3 separate regions of the Sus scrofa genome follow, and regions 2 and 3 are each linked to region 1. The links are chromatin contacts, called in public HiChIP or PLAC-seq maps. All regions are on one chromosome and are shown on one strand. Each heading gives the region's core, a stretch centred on a gene start, on an enhancer-like site or on the middle of the called end of the contact. The rest is flanking DNA. Distances are from core to core; before and after follow the strand shown. Region 1 holds the start of CEP170 (centrosomal protein of 170 kDa). Region 2 overlaps CEP170 (centrosomal protein of 170 kDa). Region 3 overlaps CEP170 (centrosomal protein of 170 kDa).

Region 1 (4,666 bases), core at 1,425-3,924:
CTAATTCTTTTGTTTTGCTTTGGCTCACTCGCAGCACATGGAAGATCCCAGGCCAGGGATCAAAATTTCACCTCAGGAGAGAACCTGAACCATAGCAGTGACAAGGCCAGATCCTTAACCCACTGGGCCATAAGAGAAGTCCATGATATACTAATTTTTTTAAAAAGTCTATTAAAGTGCAATGTAGAATTAAAGGATTAAAAAGTATAAGACAACAAATAAGCAATTTATGGCAAACTCAATTTCAACAAAAAAGCATACATTTAATTAAAAGTTCAACTTGAGTGTTCTCCTTAAAAAGTAAATTAAGCTGAAAATAATAAAATTCATTAACTGAAGAAAAACAAACCTCATAGGTTCTTGTTATGTGGCAATTTGATTTTTAAGAGTTTATATATAGTTGATCATACTATAAAATACAATATAAGACAACAGTACTAAAATACGGTTACTAATAAGAAGTAGGGGGAAAATTCCAACAGCTTTTGTTTTTAAGAAAAGCCCACTTAGGGTATCTTTTTCTATATCCTTAAGTTAATACATAAAACTATAGTTCTACATCATTAGTATTATTATCTTTACTTCAAAAGAAAAAGACTAGACTGCTACAACGGAGCTGTCAATGAACCTGACTGTCACAGACAACTCAAAGAGTCTGTAGAGAAGCTTTCCCTAAAAGCTGGGGGACTAGGGGAGACAGCTGGGAGCTCACATTGCAGAGACGTTGGTTTTATTTGACTCTGGCTTTCATGAGTATTTTGGCTGGACACACAAGTCAGTTCACTTTCCAAGTTTTACGTCTTCCTCTTGTCTCTGTTAAGTGCTTTTAGACTCTTCAGCTTTAAAACACCAAAATTCTACAAGATCTACAAAGTTAAGAAAAAGTAAAAGCAGCACTGGTTTTACTTTTTAAAAAATAATGGCAGAAAAATACAAAATGGTTTGTAACTTGCAATGTAATAGTTCCAGAACTGAATTCCTAAACCGTTGCAGCCTACCCAGCCAGGGTTATATCAGTGCAGACCTGGATACTGTATTTATAATATAACTGTCTCCTCTCAAATCAGTCCTCCACCTGCTCCTCCCCATTCTCCTTCAATCTCTCTTCTGTTTGTTTTAACCCCAGCAAATGGTTGTATGCATTGTAAGCTTAATAATCAAATCATTTTAAGAGATGCGTTTTCAATCAAGTGTATCACCTACTTTACCACATTTCTCCCAAGTGGGTGAATTTTCATTAAGAGAATAAAAATATCAGTTCAAAAAGTCAGAAAAAGAAATGTACCAGGCCTATTTTTTGTTTTGCATGCTTAAAAAACAAAACGGAAAGATGTTTCCTAACCTCCTCCCTTAGGAACACGAATGCGTTACCCACCCAATAAAAAAACAATTCCGCCGGTTCATTTTCCTGCTACACAACAGCTTCGTCGTCAAGGCCCTTCCTAGTCCATTCTTCATCGTCATCTAGTAATTTTATATTGATCACCTTGGCAAGGCTTGGACAGGCACTGTCCTTGTCTTCCAGAAGCTTTACATTCTCCAAATAAATAAAAACTCTGCTACACACTAAAAAACAAAGATTCTATGACTCGGGATACAAATCCCACATCTTCCCGCCCTGTGTTAGGCAGCTGCTAATTTTTCCTTCCCTTGCATAAAATGAAGGGACACATACCAAAGACCACATTTGAATCTCAGGACAATGAAGTCGACAGGAAGCCACTTTCTCCTCCCCCGGTTTACTACCAAGCTACAGCCTGCGCGGGTGCAGTCGCCTGGCGGGGTGCGTGACACCACGTCTTCTACGCCCTCCCACCGCGTCCAAAAGGCTCCTCGCCGGACCCCCCAAATCACCCCACACCCCCAAAACAACCACACAATAAGGATCGACACCGAGCTGCTCGGACCGGGAAATATCCCTTCACCAGCGGCAGCGCAGCCATTCCCTCCACTGCTCCGCCCGCACCCCTGCACACTGCTTGGGCGGAGCGGCTGCACAAAGCCGGGAGAGCCCAGACGACTCAATACGTGGACACAAGCGGGGAAGCCGGGCCGCAGGACTGGGGGACGCGGGGGGGGAGGGGAGGGGCGGCCCCGCCGGGTCCCGGGTCCGGGGCGGGGGCAGCGCGCGGAGCCTACGGGAAGCGCCCCTCGCCGCCCAGCCCGCACCCCGCCCGCCGCGGGCCGCGCCCGAGCCCCGGCTGCAAACCGGAGGAGCAGGATGTGGGAAGACGGCGGCGACGGCATCAGAGTGCATCACTTACCCCTCACTGCTGAGAGGCACCGGACCGGGGGGCGGGGCGCGCCGCGTCCCGTGAGTCTCTCGCCAGCTTCCTCCCCCACCCCGTCGTCGTCGTCTTCGTCGTCGCCGCCGCCGCCGCGATCGAGCTCCTGGCCCCTCCGCGCCGCTGGGCAATAACGTTATTCCACACACGCTCCGCACATAGCGGTAACGGCAAGGAGCGGCCGCCCAGTGCGCAGGCGCCAGGGGAGAGGGCGAAGAGCCCGGCCCTACCCCTGCTCCGGCCCAGTCCCGGCGAACTTCTACTGCGCAGGCGCCAAGCACAGACAATGAAAAGGGGTTGTGTGGGGGGTCTCACCCACAGGCCTCGCCAGCTGCCGACTGCGCAGGCGTACACCAAAGACCTGCTTCAACAATGAGGAGGACTGGGCTTTAGCTGGGACCGCAACCCGTAAGGACTACATTTCCCAGCGGGCAGTGCGTCAACTCCTCCAAACTGAGGTCGGGTGGCCAGCTGGGTGTGCTAAAATTTGTAGCGTCAGCCGCTTTCACAATTTAGGCTGTTTGGGAGATTCAGAGCTTCTTTTTCCTGAGAATTTATTTGGCGGTGTTGGCAAAAGTTGTGGCTGAAGAGTGTAGAATTTATTTGCGTTCTTGAGACGCCTCAAGGGTCAACTGCATTCTAGCGAACTTAAAAGAATCAAGGCGTTCAGTGAGTGCTTTCTGTCAGATGGTCCAAACACACGATGGGATGGAGGCAGGACCAAGACAGGCAGCGCTACAGAAATGGGCGGAGCCTCCAAACGGTCTCTTGGCGACCAGATCTGGCAGCCAAACTGCTGAAGCGTGAGCTTGGAGCGCGTTGCCCTCTGGGAATTGTAGTTTGTTTGGGAGGGCGCCTGGGAACTTGAGACAGTAATCCCGGAACACGAGGACTACAATTTCCGAGGTCCACCACAAGGGCCCGTGGGTGGGAAGAGGCCCGGCTGGCTGCGTCTGGGATTCCGCGCTCCGGGTTGACAGCCGCGGCAGGAAGCGGGTGGGCGCCTGTGGGGCGCTGGGGCCTCTTATTCTCGGAGAGGAGAACCCTGGACACTACCCCACGCAACTCCCGTCTCTGAGCTCCGAGTGTGTGCATGGCGAAATCTTCGGAGAACTCTACCCTGGAGGAGATTCTGGGGCAGTATCAACGGAGTCTCCGGGGTGAGTTGCTCCGAACCTTTGCCCTAACCCCTTAATACCAGGGTCTCGTGGACGGGAGCTGACCAGGTGCATTTCCTAACGGCTTGGTTCGGCCCAAGCCAGAGTGCAGAGGAAGAAGCTGGATGTTGCTGTGATCTTTGAGGGAAGGCTAAATAGTTATTACGGTTAAGCAGCATCGCTTCCCTTGATTCCCATAGTTCCCATAGTTACCTGAACCAACTCCCTGATCTTGTCTTGGGCATCTTTTTCACCCGACGCCCGCAAAATCTCTAGGACGCTTCTATGAGTGTCGCCCACTTCCCCTACATCTCTCTTTTTAATCCAGTACATTTCTGATGCGCTCTTTTTACACATTCGAATTATAGTATGCTGGGTTGGATGTGATTTATTGGACAAGGAAAAAACACACTAATAATTATTTTAGTCACAACAGCTTCTATTTAGCGGCCCAGGCTATTTACACACATTAAATCACTTAAAACTTAACAACAGTCTTATGAGTGACCCTCTTCTACACCTGGGGACCTGGTGCAAGGAGGTTAAATTAGGCCAAAGCCGACCCAGCTGGTTAGTGGCAGAGCCTGGTATTAATTCAGTCAGGCTTGTCTGCCTTAAAAGCTTAAAAGCCTATGTTTTTTCTTTCTCCCTTTCTTTCTGTCTTCCTTCCTTGCTTCTTTCTTTCTTCTTTCTGCCACACCTGTGATCTGTGACGTGTGTGTAAGTTCCCAGTCAGGGATTGAACCCATGCCTCAGCAGCCACCTGAGCCACTGCCATGACTCTGTTGGATCCTTAATCCTTAAAAGTTTCATTAAGGAATATTAGAGGTCCCACTGTGGTGCAGTGGGCTAAGAATGACTGTGGAGGCTCGGATTGCTGTGTAGGCAAAGGTTCATTAAGGGATCCTTAACCCACCTGGCCTCCACCGTGGGTTAAGGATCCCTTGTTGCCACAGCTGTAGCACAAGTTGCAGCTATGGCTCCGATTCAATCCCTGGCCTGGGAACTTCCATATTGCCACGAGTGGGGCCATTAAAACATTTTTTTTTTAGGATTCATTATTCTCCTAGACGTCATTCACTCTATTTTCTGTTCTTTTGCATTTCTTAAACCTCTTGGTTTTAACGTTTATGACCATTATTTTTACCAGAGTAATAAAAAGCCAGTAGAACTCCATTTTTTATTCCCTACAACCATTGAGGTAAAATGAGCAAAAGACAGGGT
Region 2 (4,666 bases), core at 637-3,136, 86 kb before region 1:
ACCCTGACCAAGTTAATATCTACATACTTCAGTTTCATTATTTGTGAAATGGTACACAGCAAGTGTGTGGATGTTAAATCTTATTAGTTGAATAAATTATAATTATTTAATACTTCTCAATTATATACATTGTTCTATATTTCTTTCTGACATATCAGTGTAGAATGAAATTCTAATATCATTTCTGGGAAGGGAATAAACGTGTGCATAGATCTCAGACTATCATTACGCTGGGTGCTTTTCCTTGTAAATAGCTTTTATTAAAAATACCATTTGTACAGATGGGAAAACTGAAGCTAAGAGAGGGGAAATGACTGGCTCAAAGGTGCTGTTAGATGTGGCAGTTCTGGGATCTGCACTCAGGTCTTAGAAGCTCTACCATACCTCACGCGGTAACTCTCTTAACCAGGCCACCCCTAATTAATTCCACATTATTCTAGTTACCTCCTGGGCTGTCCTACAAGGGTGCTTATCTAGGTCTATCAGTTGTACCTGTCAGGCACTACTTTGCACACGTATCCTGGCATGATAGATCTTTCCATTCCAAACACACGACCCTCCTAGAAAGTACAAGCAGTGTATTTTTTTGTTTGTTTTATCTCATAATGCCAAGGAGAGCAGTGAGCACATAGCTCATTAGCTGCCTACTGAAATTTAACATTTTCCCTCACTGGCAAAAGAATATTAATTTTAAGAGTATTTTACAAGAGGATGTATCAGTTGCTTAAATAGAGTGGACCCTTGAACAAAGAGGGGGGTCGGGGGGAACAGGGGCGCCAACCCTCTGTGCAGTCAAAAACTCATGTGTAACTTTGCAGTCGGCCCTCTGTATCCCCGGGTCCCCATCCTTGGGTTCAACCACGCATGGGTTGTGTACTATTGTAGTGTGTATCTAGCAAGAAACATCTGCCTGTTAAGTGGAGCTGTGCGGTTCAAACTTGTGCTGTTCAAGGGTCAGCTGTAATTACAAATGACACAAATTTATACTATGTGCATGTAAAAAATAGGAAGCGATGCATACCTCTGAGCTGGGAAATCCAGGTGTACTCAGTGGTTTTCTTTCTTCCATTACTATTGCAGCAGAACTGAGAGCCCAATCTTTGACCAGATCTTTATGCTTTTCATTGATAATAGGCCTATTATAATCCTGATTGTCATCTACTCCAAATACCTAGGAAGAGAAAATTATTTTATAAATGAACAGTCTAAGCATCAGATTAATAGGTGACTATTATTAGTAACATCAGAGGCAAATAATGTTTTTAATTAATTTCATAGATAATTTCCGTAATGAGGGAAATCTGTTTAAGGACGGGGTGGCATCCAATAGGTGTAACGGCAGGAAAGGGAAGCAGGGCAGCGGCACGTTACGTAAACATCACTACCCTTTCTTAACCTTTAGCAAATGTTCTATTTAATAATAAATAAGCGATATTCAGGACATTGCCTCTGATTTGTTAAAAGATGTTAGTAACAGTAAACATTATAATAATGCCAAGAGTTAGGACAGAATAGCACACCACTTTAGCTTGTCTCTTTGCTCTGCTATTTTTGAGAAGCATGTTGGAAGCTGAAAGGTATGGGTGATTTTATCTGTTCATTCCCTAACAAACGCTTAACATTTACACGGATGAGGTGCATTTATACCTATGATTTTCTAAGGTCCTAAATAACAGATTTTATTGTATGATCTTTGTATAGAATATACCATAATCCTCAAACTTTGCATAGAATATAACATAATTCTCCAACGTAAAGGACTCTGTTTCAAGTGCAGATTCCTGAGTCTATTCACAGAGATGAGCATTTTCAATAAGAAGGTTGTTGGCTGTTTTATGGTCAACACTTTTGAAATATTTTAAACATAAAGACCAACAATTAGTCATCTGCCTTTAAGGGCAATTGCCTGAGTCTTACTCATTTACTGGCACAGAGTAGGCCCTGATGTTGCTAAACAGACTGGAAAAAGGTTGTAATTAAATAAAGTTTAACATTCTGTTTTACTGTTAAGCCTACTTTGTTTCCAATACTTGTATTTATAGGCATAGCTGGGCTCTAATTGTTACAACGAAGAAGAGGAAGTGTTTGATTTAGCCTTGTGTAGAAAAGGATCTTTAGAACATAACCAAAGAGGCTTCATTTTCTACAACAAAAGGAAAAAACCTTAAACTATTTTTCTAAAAAATTTTTTAATAACACGATCACCTATCTGGTAAATCATGAAGTCTACATTTAGCAATGCAGGTATCAGATTTTCAAATTCACTAAACTTCAAAATGTTACCACTAGATGGCATTACTTACTACTTATTCAACAATAAGTGGTTTTCAAGAAATACGGTTTAATATTCTGTTGAACCATTCAATATTCAAATGATCCTTGCTTTAAGAACAAATTGTGTATTATGAACTTTAAATCAAATATGAATTTTAATCATACACGGTAGTACAGTACAGAAGTGAAAAAAAACTGCTTCATTTTACTAAACATTAGAATTAACAAGTTTAAGAAGTTTAACAAGAATAGCAGTAAAACACACGAAGTATACCTTTCTATGCACTCTGCCTTCAACCCCACTTGTAAGAAAAAGGAATTAGAACTACTAAATCATTAGTGATTTTCTTAAATTTTAAAATTATCTCTAACTCAAGTCACTGAACTCCAGCTTTACTGAAGTTTATCTCATTTGTGTAATTGCTGGAAAAAAATCTAGAGTAAAAGATAAAAATAACCCCATGTGATTTCCTATAATGCTGTATCTCTCCATGTTAATTGATCAATTAACTTCAGTTAATTTCTGATGTAATGCTATTTAATTCTAATCCTTCTCAAAATGGACTTCCAAAACTTCATTTCCTCAAATAGCTAAGTACCAGCAATTTCAAATATATTATACCTCTCCAAATCACCTCTGACACTATTTTGAAATGAAAACCAAAGACATACACAGGGAACTAAGTTCTTAGGGAAGGGGACTGAAGTTGTACAGACAGTTCTCAGGTGACTTTTTACAGATTCCTCTGAAAGACTCAGGGATAGCTGGACGCACATCTGTCAGAGAGGCAACAACTTATTTTCCAAACCAGTGACAACCCGAGGTGCTGCTGTATGGGTAAAGAAGGCTTCAAAGTTCATACCAATATTTTTGATGGTGTTTAAAAAATTGATGACAGTTAACAACTAGCTCAGCTTGACACTGAAGTCGTCACTTCTGTGTCTAAGTACAAAAAATCCACAACTTCCATGGGAAAACAGAGAAGACAGGAACAGCTGTACCATCCATATACTTTAAAGCTGCAACACTTTTTACATCTAAAAAAATACACTAGGAGTTCCTGTGGCGGTTCAGCGGTAACAAAACCAACTAGTATCCAAGAGGATGCGGGTTCGATCCTTGGCCTCACTCAGTGGGTTAAAGATCCTGTGTTGCCATGAGCTTCCGTGTAGGTTGCAGACGCAGCTCAGATCCTGTGGGGCTGTGGTCTAGGCTGCCAGCTGCGGTTCTGATTCAACCCTAGCCTAGGAACTTCCATATGCCACAGGTGCGGCCCTAAAAAGGAAAAAAAGACAAAAAAAGTACATAAAATCTGACATATGATATCATACTTAGAACTCGAGAGCTCCTCAAAGCAGAGACCAAGTTTGCTAGATTTTCTCATCTTTTCATTCTAGATTTTGTCCCTAGGTGATTCCACATATCCCTGAGGCGTCACTTAAATCACCAACTACGCACAGCTGCTCACCTGTTAACTCCCTCCTCCTAGACGGCTCAAAGGTATTTCAAATGAATGATGCCAACCCAGCCTCCTGAATCTCTCGTCCCCACTCTGAGCAGGGCTCAATTAAAGCCCTCGCCCTGATGAAGTATACGATCAGGGTCCCTCAAATCCAAAGTGGGAAAGGGGGAGAGATCAGATGTCCACCCAACCTTGATGCCTCCTCTCTAAATAGGATGCTCCTCCTCAAGTCTGTCAGTTTCTAATTCTTCCCAGGAGGAGGAAGGAGGAGTAGGAACAGAAAAACTTCTTTTTGAACTTGTACCCCCTGAGCTCTCTGGGACTGGCGGTTTACAGACAGCTTATTGATCTTAGGGGCTGGGGTGGCTCTCGTGTGCCCTCTCCTATAGTTCCCCTGGTCTGGGTAGAAGCATCTCTAGACTGAGAAGTGACCTGTGATCCCTCCCACAGCCTCTAGGTTTAGGGTAAGAAGGTAGAATTATGGGACGTGTCCTCAGGCATTTCCTTTGAATGGGTGCAGGTGATATCTGGCATCTCATGTGGGGATTTCACATCCATTTCTCATTGGCTACTTGAAACAATCTTAGGACCTGTTACTGAGGTATGTATGGTACTTGTTATCCACAGGCTGCTGGGCACTTATTTTAAAATCACGACTAAAGAATGGAACTGCATTCGTACTCATCATATCAAAATGTCTAAGTAAAAAGGCACTCAAGTCTCACCCTCAGGAGACAAGAACACCTCTTTCCTCAATAAGCAAGGACCTCCTGGGTAAGGACAGCAGGATCTGTACTGGTTCAAATCAAAGCAGAGGTTTCCAAGGCTTATGGAAATCACTTGACACACATGCAGAAATTACAGTCACTAATATCAGGGAATGAAATCAGGAAGATGTGGAGTTCCCGTCGTGGTTCAGTGATAACGAA
Region 3 (4,666 bases), core at 898-3,397, 68 kb before region 1:
TTTCGACCGATCTAAGCAGTTGCTAAAAGTCTAATTATTGTGAAATTGTTATGATTTGCTATACTTACACATATTTTGAGTCCAGATATATATTTTGGATACCCCAACTTGTGGAAAATCTTTAATGATGGCATCTCTGACTCTGGGGGAAAGTCTTTTATAAATATGTCTGAAGAAATAAAGTGCCTCGATCTTGGATCAAAAATAAATTATAGGAGTTCCCGTCGTGGCGCAGTGGTTAATGAATCCAACTAGGAACCATGAGGTTGCGGGTTCGGTCCCTGCCCTTGCTCAGTGGGTTAACAATCCGGCGTTGCCGTGAGCTGTGGTGTAGGCTGCAGACGCGGCTCGGATCCCACGTTGCTGTGGCTCTGGCGTAGGCCGGTGGCTAAGGCTCCGATTCGACCCCTAGCCTGGGAACCTCCATATGCCGTGGGAGCGGCCCAAGAAATAGCAACAACAAAAAGACAAAAAGACAAAAGACCAAAAAAAATAAAATAAAATAAAATAAATTATATTCGCAAAGACAATTTCTTGGATGGTTTGTACACTGGCCGGAAGGGAAATCCCTAAGAAGGGGTCTAAGCAACGGCAATGGCAACATACTAGAATGTACCTATAAATCTGCTCTGAGGGATAACAGTAATTCATATGATTTCTGGTAAAGGTTTAAAATATCTAACCACGAATGTACAGCTACACTGTGAGCATTAATGCCTCCATTTGGAATCAAAATAACAGCTAAAACAAAATAGTTATTATGACTAAAATTACAGCATTTAAGAAAGGTGGTTTTTTAAAAAAATCATTTTTTGGCCTCACTTGCAGCACGCAAGTCCTAGGCCAGGGATCAAAGCCATGCTATGGCAGTGACAATACCAGATTCTTAACCCACTAGGCCACCAAGGGACTCCCTAATCAAGGCACTTTTAACGGTTGCTTTTAAAAGGATCTTTTACATTCATTTTTGACATTTATTAAGAGTGGTTTCAAAAAGATGATGTTATTTCTAAATTTTCAAAGATCATGCTACATTTTATATGATACAAGGCTATCGGTATTATTCATCCAATTCATAAAAATTGTCAATTTACAAATGGGTAGCTTTTATTTGTGAGCTTTAATATCTATGTACACATACAGGCCTCAATTATAATTTATTATTATCAAGTAGGAGAAAAAAAAAACTGATCCCATGTCAAAAGTTCATATGCCAGGTAATTAATTGCTTATGATTATAATTAAATACAGAAATAGGCCCTGACAAAGAATTAGGTAACTATACCATCTCACTCACTGCTTATTTCTAACAAATCAGAAATAGGTATTTCTTCATTAGTTTATCAGAATCCCAGGGCATAAAGTCCAGGTTAAAATGGGGTCAGTCTTGTCAATGATAGTGAAGTCATTCATAGTTTATTCCAATTACTGAGTACCTATCACATACTCAAGTCCTAGGTAAAGCTTTAAAGATAAAAGGTAAGTGATATATAATCTCTGACCTCAAAGAGAATTTATTTAAAGCTCTTGAACTTTTTGTATAGTAACAGAATAGTTAGATTAACATGAAATCATTTCCCTTATAGACAGCTTGTTAAATAAAATTAAGATAGCATAAGTCTGTCCTCAATAAATTCTAAATTAATTGGCAAAATGAATGGAAAAAGTTGATCAGTTGATACTTTGAGGTACAGGTATAAAAGATGTTATACTCTGGCCAAGGGTTATACTAATACAACATATCTAATAACTATTTCACCAATAAACACTCAACGGCAGTTTTCATAAAAGTCTTACTAGTGAAAAAAGTCTTAGTTCGATTAATTCCCAGTATCTATAAGCAAAAAAAAAAAAAATCTGTTTTAAGAGTAACCTGAGAATAGTTGGCAACGCTCTGCTAACAATGTGATGGTATTGCCAAAGCAGAAGTGTGAGCCATTATCCAATGGCTTAAAACTTTCAAAATTTATATCCTGCCATCTTACGAGAAGCAAACAATGGAGAAGAGAATTGAGTGTATCCTTTCCTTAAGTCGAGAAAATGATGAGAACTGTCTTCTAGGGAATTCCACTGGTGAACCGAATGACTCTTTTATTTCCACAGGAAAAATAAACATCTTTAATGACATAAATATAAAGTTATAAAACCAATCTGGTTTTGGCAAGGAAGTGAAAGCAGCAGACTGTTCTGATTGAGGAAGTTGGATGTGGGCCATACAGCTTTGCTCTAAAATCAAATATAAACTTTTGAAAAAGCACAAATTTCCTACCATATAATTATTTACCTAATAGTAGTTTGGTTACTGGGAAGAATGAACTTTTTCATAAAATAGGAAGTTTTGAAATGATCATTTCACTTTACCTTTCAACCTTTTCAAGTAAACCGGAACGTCACTTTTAATACTTTTGGAATCCTCTTCTGTTCTTTCCCACACCATCTGAGGAGGGTTGTTCTGGGCTAGCCAGTCAGCTACTTTGTTTTCTGGTGCCATCATTCCAGTTTGAATTCCCGGCAGGTCTTGAGTTCCAGGAGAAGACTTCTTTGACTTGTGGCGCTGATCAGAAGCAAATTTTGTCACATGGTCTCTAATAGTTACTTTCCCTGGGGTACTGTCATCAAACTCAATGGTAAAGGAAGCATGCCCTGCACCTGTTGTATGGGAGCTGGGTGTGTCTTTTGTTGGGATTTCATGAATAGTGCTTTCTGTTATTTGTGATGGTTGCTGAAATTCTTTTGTAGGGATTTCAAAATAACTTGGTTCCCTACAGAAAGGAAAAAGTACTTCTTCATTTGCAGCTGCAGCTTGTTCCTCAACTTGCTTGGCATCTATGCTGCACCCTAATAAGAAAAATAAGAGAAAATTCAAAATATTTGGGAGCTTCTAGCACTTGAGGGCATACAGCAATGGCCACTTGTGTTATTCCATGAGAATCAGAAGGAAGTCTGGATGAGAAAGAATGGCAAATGTCACAGAGGAGAAATAATTTTGATTATAAACATGGCATTCAGTTACAAATAGGAGATGCAAGATAAGCAGCAGCAATGTCAAAAGACAGTGAAGCAGTTAAGAGATGGACCATGCCTGGTGAGGTACATATTTTTTCCAACTTGGATCCAGAAATTATCAAAGTAAAAAGAACTGAACTCAAATGGAGATAGAGATGCATACTCAAAGTACATTTCTAGAGAGACTAAAAAAAAAATATGAATTTCCTCATCAGGTAAGGAGGATGAAATATATGAAATATCTACAAGCACAAATAAAGTTCCAAAGGAGAACAGGTCCTCAAATGAGAAAATAAACATGATGTCAATATATAAGCCATGTTCTAGACATAATGATTCACTTACCATTTGTCACCATCACATTCAGAGACATTACAGCGACAAACATATCATTACTACTGTATTACTAATTGTAATCCAAGAAGACAGATACAGTTTATATAGAAGAAAAAAATGAGTAAAGCTAAAACATGTGGTCTGCTGGCAGCACGGCAAACCAAGCAGCCATGGGAAACAAAGTGAAAGGAGAAAATTCAGTTGCTAGCCAGTTAATTCCAAAAGGAAATTCATGAACATCTCCACACAGGAGAATGTGTCTAAGTGTCAAAAATCCCAGGTGAATGCTGAATTACAGATCTCAGATCAAGAAGAAGAGTTGGCAGAGGCAAGCAACTCTGGAACACTGTCACTATTCCTCTGTTGCCTCTGAGATAAATATAAAGGCATAAAAATAAGTGCCTTTATCCATAATGTAAAGGCAGAGAAATGAAAATGCTAACTGAAATGATTTTTTTTAGTCTGTTATCAGATAGTGCAAATGCAAACAAACAAAAAAAATTAAAGATTAAACTGCCCTGTTTTTCAGGAAGCAAAAGAACCATGTCTCTTATTAAGATGGTAGAGAGTGAGTTCAAATAAAAAGTTCCTCTCCAAAATTTCTCTAAAGTTCAATAAAGCATTCCTTTAAAAATAGATAGAAAAATCATTTGCAGATAATTTACTAGGAAGGAAAGGCAACACAGGCAGATGAGGTTGTTTCCAATCACTTTCTAATTAACTGAAGTATTTGTTCTTTTGAAACATCTTTTCAAAAATTGAATATTGATGGGATTCTTCAGTCCCTCATTGAGAACCTTTACTGACTACTCAGATGACAGGAGGCAAATCTGGAGGGTATGAAAAACAATCAAGCACAGACGCAAGGCTCCAAAACCCAGGCGTTCAGAACCATTCAGTATATGCGGCAAACAGTCTGATGCTCGTCAAGTCTCCCAAGGATGTCCCTGTCACGTGTCAGAGTTCCATCACTGATATTCCTAACAATGCTTCTGAGCCATAAAACAAAATGTTTCATTAGGTTGTCTTCTTTGCATAAGAAGGCACTGAGATGGGTATTTCCTTTAAAAGCAATGCAGGAAATGGATAAACTTTTGTTCCGTCATCTGGAAAATTTATTACATAGAGGAAGTCATTTCTCTGAAGATGATAAAATCAGATCAAGTGTGGGCCCACTGTACTTGGGAACTGTAGGCCGAGTACAAAAATTATTAGGGGTCTTCTAAATGAATAAAGAAAAATAACAGCTTTCTTTTCTCCGAACACTGACAAAATATATTCCGAAATTCATTAACATTCACTTCTCGTCAAAGCCCATCTCGTT

The links. HiChIP or PLAC-seq counts read pairs in DNA pulled down with a chosen protein or histone mark.
Region 2: a contact with region 1 is called in an H3K27ac HiChIP or PLAC-seq map of alveolar macrophages. The contact joins the enhancer-like site here to the promoter of CEP170 in region 1. A contact is called at or near these places in 13 of 47 Hi-C or Micro-C datasets (alveolar macrophages, blood, brain and 7 more) and 2 of 2 datasets of contacts at active chromatin or transcription factors (alveolar macrophages and skeletal muscle).
Region 3: an H3K27ac HiChIP or PLAC-seq map of alveolar macrophages shows a contact between it and region 1. The contact joins the enhancer-like site here to the promoter of CEP170 in region 1. A contact is called at or near these places in 10 of 47 Hi-C or Micro-C datasets (alveolar macrophages, blood, brain and 6 more) and 2 of 2 datasets of contacts at active chromatin or transcription factors (alveolar macrophages and skeletal muscle).

Annotation. Positions count from the first base shown.
Region 1 is chr10:16,188,603-16,193,268 of Sscrofa11.1, forward strand. It overlaps CEP170 (centrosomal protein of 170 kDa), which reads right to left and starts at 2,675. Exons shown (of 20, transcript XM_021064150.1): 1 at 2,265-2,675. It overlaps SDCCAG8 (serologically defined colon cancer antigen 8), which reads left to right and starts at 2,576. Exons shown (of 16, transcript XM_021064181.1): 1 at 2,576-3,445. The coding sequence starts at 3,379.
Region 2 is chr10:16,103,410-16,108,075 of Sscrofa11.1, forward strand. It overlaps CEP170 (centrosomal protein of 170 kDa), which reads right to left. Exons shown (of 20, transcript XM_021064150.1): 11 at 1,022-1,171. Among named protein-coding and RNA genes, the nearest start is that of SDCCAG8, 85 kb to the right of the region's middle. Within about 2 kb of position 1,887, at least 3 of the 83 cell types and tissues checked have an H3K27ac peak or open chromatin away from gene starts, as enhancers often do. A contact at or near this core is called in alveolar macrophages, where this site is marked.
Region 3 is chr10:16,121,089-16,125,754 of Sscrofa11.1, forward strand. CEP170 (centrosomal protein of 170 kDa) reads right to left here. Exons shown (of 20, transcript XM_021064150.1): 8 at 2,362-2,838. Among named protein-coding and RNA genes, the nearest start is that of SDCCAG8, 68 kb to the right of the region's middle. Within about 2 kb of position 2,148, at least 8 of the 83 cell types and tissues checked have an H3K27ac peak or open chromatin away from gene starts, as enhancers often do. A contact at or near this core is called in alveolar macrophages, retroperitoneal adipose tissue and subcutaneous adipose tissue, where this site is marked.